Regions from separate parts of the Macaca mulatta genome. Here region 1 is linked to region 2. A link is a contact called in public Hi-C data. All regions are on one chromosome and are shown on one strand. The core of a region is the stretch at or near the end of the contact, and the rest is flanking DNA. Distances in the headings are between cores, read along the strand shown. Region 1 has its middle 44 kb from the start of TSPAN2. Region 2 has its middle 44 kb from the start of VANGL1.

Region 1 (2,897 bases), core at 134-2,633, 460 kb after region 2:
GCCCGGCACTCACAGGACTTCTGGGTTGCGGTGGAGTCTGCAGATCCATTTACACTGAGATACTCACATGTGTGTGTGCCTGGGGACATTCCACTGACTTTCATTCTCCAGGTCTCTAAGAAATGACTTAGGCTAGCATAAATTCTGTTTGCATAAGACTGAGACTAACCAATCTTTCCTCTTGTCGTGGGGGTTTCTTGAAGGATGCAAGGACCCAGGCACCCAGAGAAAGCCAAAAGGCCTGGCATTGCGGGGTGGGAGCAGCACGCAGAAGCTGGCTCTAGATCTGCAGTAGCCCTCAGGCCCTCGATAGTGGGACTTTGTACATTTCCACCTAATGTTCTGCATTGACAGATAACGACTTTTTCTGTCCCTTCCTTAGCACTGAACGGCTCTCTGATTCCCCATACTCTCTGTTGCTTTCCCACACCTCAGCGCTCCTGCTTCTCAGAGCACCTGCTCTTCCACGTGCCCATCCGGGCTGCACTCTCTGCAACATCGTGATCTTGCAGCGTCAGTCCCAGTGCTATCCATTCTCTCAGTGTTTTCTGGTTCAGAGACTTAGTGGGGAATCTGGCTTGGCCAGGCTCCTCTTTTCAAATGAGCCATGCCACTGGCAAGCCTGTGGATTAGTGGCACTTGAGTCAGATGCCCTGACCAATCCAGGGCCAGTCTTGGGCAAAAATAAAAGCTTTGGGCTATTTTCCAGAGCTAGGAGCTGTGAGTGAAAAGTTGGGCAGATAAGACAATGACTGCCAAGTCCCTGCACTCAGATGTATCTCTCCTTTTCCCTTCCACAATGACTTTAGGTTAGGCTTTTTTACTTCACACCTGGAATTCCAAAATAGCCTTCAGCTGAATCCCTGCTTCCCACTCTGAGCCAGGCTTTAAACCCTATTTTTGCTAAAGTACTGTTTCTCTCTCTGTGTCTTTGGATTATTCTCTGGTGCTTCCATTTGTCTATTTCCATTGTCTAGTTGACTCATTAACTAGACTACAAAATTATCAGGACCAGGGGTGATCTCACCTTTCCTGTATATGACAAAGCACTGAGGATAATATTTCATGCAGGCCAGAAGCATGAATGAAGAAATACATTAATTTAGGGAGGAAAATTAAAAGACTGACTGACCCTCACTCTCTAAAGCAAGACAGCCCTGCAGATTCCTGGGCAAATGGTCACCTGCCCACTCTGGCCATGCTCCTCTGCCCTGGTCTTCCCTCAGGGATGCAGGAGTCTGCATCAGGACCCACTGCTCTAATTCCCCAGGGCATTCACATGATGGGCCTCTGAGCTCTCTGCTACCCCAGACGCCCAGGCCAGGCAGGTTCTGGGAAAATCCTTCCAGATAATGCTACCACGTGGAAAGCTGAGTCATCTGGGCTCAAGCCAAGCCCAGAACAAAGGGGCTCAGGAGCACATGATGAAAGAATGCTCAGGAAGGGGTGAGAAGGAGAGTCATCCAAGAAAGCCTTCCACTAAATCCACAAACTGATCCCCTGTTCTAGGTCTGGTCTTGTTACTACGGCCAGCTGTGTGTCCTTGAGCAGTCTCTCATCAACTGCGGCCACGTACTTCATCAGTCCTCCCTACCTCCCAGCGGTACTTCGAAAGTCAAATGCAATCACAAATGTAAAACGGTGTTGTTATCATCATCCTCATCATTGCGAGGCAGATAACTGTGCTTTGTGCCACTCAGAATGCCTCAGGGCTGGCCGTGTAAGACAGACACACCCAGACACACATGATGGAAACACAGACAGCGGGGAGAAATTCAAACAAGACAAAACAGTCATGTGGGTGTATAGATCATGTATCAAATGAAGCTAAGTGGCTGTTTATTTTTAAATGTGGGCTTGGTTCCAGTGTGGAGTCCATACCCTGAGCACACAATTGACTTGAAATGAAGAGGGGAGAATTATAAGAGACGCAGCGTAGCTCCAGGTGCTGTGTCATGGATTCCTCACGGGAGTCCTGCAAAGTTGATATTATTTTCCTCTTTCTTCTTTGCAGAGAAGGAAACCAGGTATGTGGGAAAATTGAGACTTGAACTCAGGTCTGGCAGACTGCAAAGCTGACACCTGTCTGCTACAAGCAGATTCCCCTTCACATCTCAGGTCAGGAAACTTAGAGATTATTCAGGCCAACCATCCTTCTGCGCAGTCAGTGAAAATCCCAGCTGGCGTCTCCCGTGATGGGCAGCTTACCGTCTCCCGCGGCAGCACAGAACACATTTGGACACCTGAGACCATTAGAAATGTGGCCGTTCACTAGCGCTGAGGAGAGGCAGCATCACTTCCCATCGAAGTGCTGCTGCTGAGATCCTCCTCAACACCCTTGTCAAAAGGGGCCCACCTGGACACCTGCAGAAACCTTAACAACTCAATGATTTCACAATGTCATTCATATACCAAGCAGGATGTTCTATTCTGTGAATGTATCTGTGTTTTAAAGAATAAGGACACCAGCGATATAAATGCTTAAATGAAAAGTACATGGGGGAGGATGGGTGGCCCAGAGCCACAAGATCTAATAGTCCTGCTGATAGCCAAAGGGAGGCTGGTAATGTGCAAATCAGTCTCCATTTCAGGGCCTGAGCATGACGAAGTCATCACAATCACAAACTAGGCTCTGGGCCTTTTCAAAGATCTAGAGCCTAAAGCCCATGCTCTACTCCTTAATGAAGTCAGGCATCCTGCAGTGGCTATGTGAGCCTAGTTGTGGAGGACAGTGCAAAGTGGAAAGTGGGTGATACAATTTAGATCTGTGTCCCCACCAAAATCTCATGTCCAATTATAATTCCCAGTGTTGGAGGCGGGGCCTAGTGGAAGGTGATTGGATTATGAGGGTGGGTTTCTTATAAATGGTTTAGCACCATCCTCTTGGTGCTGTTCTC
Region 2 (2,980 bases), core at 170-2,669:
GCCATGGGATCAAGTTGGTCAAACATTATTTCTGGTTCTGTCTGTGAAGGTGTTTCGGGAAGAGATTAATATTTGAATCAGTAGACTGAATAAAGCAAATTGACCTCCTTAATGTGAGTGGCCTTCATCCAATGAGTTGAAGGCCTGATTAGTACAAAATGTCTGGCCCTCCTGTAAGAGGGAACTTCCACCTGACTGCCTTGAGCCAGGACACAAACTTTTCCTGCCTTTATGTTTGCATTGAAATGTCAGTTCTTCTTAGGTCTCAAACCCGGCTTTTGGGTGGGAACTCAACCATCGACTCTCCTGGGTCTCCATCTTGCTGACTGCAGATCCTGGGACTCGTCAGCCTGCATTGTTGCATGAGCCCATTCTTTCTAATAAATCTCTTTCCATATATATGTACATCCTGTTTGTCTGGAGAATCCTGACTAATACAAGGTTTGGGATGATGTATAGAGATTAAAAATTCAGAGCTGGCCATGATAATTCTGTGCGTCTGTTCTGGAGACAGAAAGCAACCAGTCAAAAAATAGCAGCTGAAACTCAAGAGACTTTGCCTAAAGATAAGGATTTAGGAGTGTTCCGCACAGTTTTCATAACTAAGTGAGTGCACATTCTTATCTGTGCAAAGCAGACACTTAAGAGGCATGGTCCTTCAAGAGAGTAGTTCTCAAAGTGTAGTCCAGAGACTTGCCTTACAAACTCCTGAGATACTAGCTAGGAAAACACATTATTGGATTCCTCCCCAGACAAACTAAGTTAAAACCTCAGTGTCTGGAGCCCAGGAATTTTTTTGGGGGAGATCTCACCATGTCACCCAGGGTGGTCTTGAATTCCTGGGTTCAACCGATCCTCCTCTCTCGGCCTCCCAAAGTACTGGGATTACAGCCATGAGTCACTGTGCCCGGCCAGGAGTCCTCATTTTGGACAAGCATCTTAGGTGACCGTCACACACACCAAAGCCTGACAAAGTGTGCACTGTAAGAAGGCAAACTGCCTTCCTGGGAAAGCCGTCCAACAGGGTGCAGGAGGGCCTTGATCGCTAGGTGGCGCCAGATGCACATTTACACTAATTTTCCAGTGCTGTGGCTTCCTCTGCCAGCATGGAAAAGGAAGTCTCATGGGGCTCCCAGGATTTCTGCCAGCACCTCCTCAAGGGGAGGGAAATACAGAGCTAGCAGGCTGACTAAACTGTAGTCACTGGCACTATCAATCACCCCCACAAGGGTCTGCCTAGAGGAGGCTCCAGTTATTGGCAGAGCGTAAATAAGTAGAATTCTCTGCAAAGCCACCCATTTTGAGACACAGTGATCCAGCAGTCAGTCTTGGGAAGTAATGGTGTAGATTTCCCAAGACCCAGTCAGGGGCAGAACTGTGAGAGGCCAGAGGTCCCCCCATTTCCCAGACCACCACCACTCCCAGTCAGTGTATCCTCAGAGAGGACAGAAGCAACCCCTTCTTCTGTCCTAGGAGACCTGATGGTGCTGCAGTGGTGCCTAACACTGGCTCTGCCTGCCCCCTGTCTCTAGGCTCAAACAGTCTCCCAGCCTCTAACAGAACTAGAAGCCAACCTTTCCTCCACCCGCTGCTTTCCCCCTTGGTCCCCAGCACCTCACGCTTGAACTGTTTCCACAGCAGTGACTTGCATGCACTCCCGAGTCTCCATGACCTCCCACTAGCCTGCACATATCCATGCTGGAGCTTCAAGCACTACTGTTGAGAAGTCACACTCCTTGTCTGGCATTGAGGACCTGCATCTTCTGGCTTTTTGGTATCAGACTGTTGGAGCTCCTTAGGCAGAGAAGCTGATGGAAGGGGACTGGGGAGTGAAGAGGAAGACCTGGGGGCCACTGGGCCTCTGGACAAGCACAAAGGCTTCTACTGGATTCTCTGGACCAAGGACAGCCATAGGGTCTGAGAGGCAGTAGGTCAGCTCTGTGTCTGGTTAGACTGGCTGAGGCCACCCAGCTGCTCCCAACCCATCCACCTAACACAAAGCCCAAGGGGCATCACTTCTACTTTTCCTGACACAGAGACTCTCTATGTCCTGAGACAATCCTCACAGTTATTCTAGCTAGCCTCTCTTTCCTCAGGTCCCTATGCTTCAGTCTTGCTCTTCCCATATTCGGGGCCCCAGAAAGCAACTCACTGTCCAGGCAGGGATGGCAGCACTCCTGGGGCCCAGGGCAGAGTGTGGGAATCCGTCCTGCAGTAATGGGACTTGGTTGTGATCCCAGAGTCAAGGAAATGACCACTTACAAACTAATAGGAGACAGGCCTAGAGTGGTTCCAAGGCTGGGGAAGTCTGTGGAAGGAAGGACTGGGGTCTTTGAGTCCTCACACCCAGATCCAAGGGCACCCACCTTGTGTTGCTACAGCCAGTTCCCTTCTTTTCACATTCACAGCCTGCTACCCTCAGACATACCACATATTCCCTCATATCCATCGGCACCTGGAGGGCCACATCAGACAGCCAGGTGTGGAAGAGCAGGGCTAGGAGGGCCCGAGTCTCCCCTGCCCAGAAAGCCTGAAATGTGAGCCCTATACTATCTTCAAATGTGATTATTCAGTTATACATTTTTTTGTCAAATCATTAATTAATAATTTATAAATTGCCCATTTTATGATCCCATTATAGCTTTTATCCATTTCTTTAAAATGCAGCAGAAGCTTCAAGAGACAGAATAGAACTGGGCCATTCTCAAATCATGAAAGGCCCTGCCGTAGAGGGTCCCAAAGAATCCAACATGGAGCAGGTGCTTGGGTCGAACAGTCCTAGCTTGTAGCTCCTCCTCTCCCCTCCCTTCTTCTCCTCTCTAAGGGAACCTCTTGGGTTAAGAGAATCCCACACAATAAATTCTGGTCTGGCCTGGACTCGGGACAGCCCAACTTTCCCTTCACTTTCTCTAGGTGGGTGGGCCAGCTCTTCTCTAACACACAAGGAGGCTGTGTTCCACCAAAGAGGGGCTAGGCCTCA

The links. A called contact is a pair of places that touch in the nucleus more often than the background predicts.
Region 1: a contact with region 2 is called in a Hi-C map of fetal cortex germinal zone, with 4 times the contacts expected there. The contact joins two enhancer-like sites. A contact is called at or near these places in 5 of 14 Hi-C or Micro-C datasets (fetal cortex germinal zone, fetal cortical plate, fibroblasts and 2 more).

Annotation. Positions count from the first base shown.
Region 1 is chr1:125,132,943-125,135,839 of T2T-MMU8v2.0, forward strand. No RefSeq gene overlaps it. Among named protein-coding and RNA genes, the nearest start is that of TSPAN2, 44 kb to the right of the region's middle. Within about 2 kb of position 1,384, at least 4 of the 40 cell types and tissues checked have an H3K27ac peak or open chromatin away from gene starts, as enhancers often do.
Region 2 is chr1:124,676,027-124,679,006 of T2T-MMU8v2.0, forward strand. No RefSeq gene overlaps it. Among named protein-coding and RNA genes, the nearest start is that of VANGL1, 44 kb to the left of the region's middle. Within about 2 kb of position 1,420, at least 2 of the 40 cell types and tissues checked have an H3K27ac peak or open chromatin away from gene starts, as enhancers often do.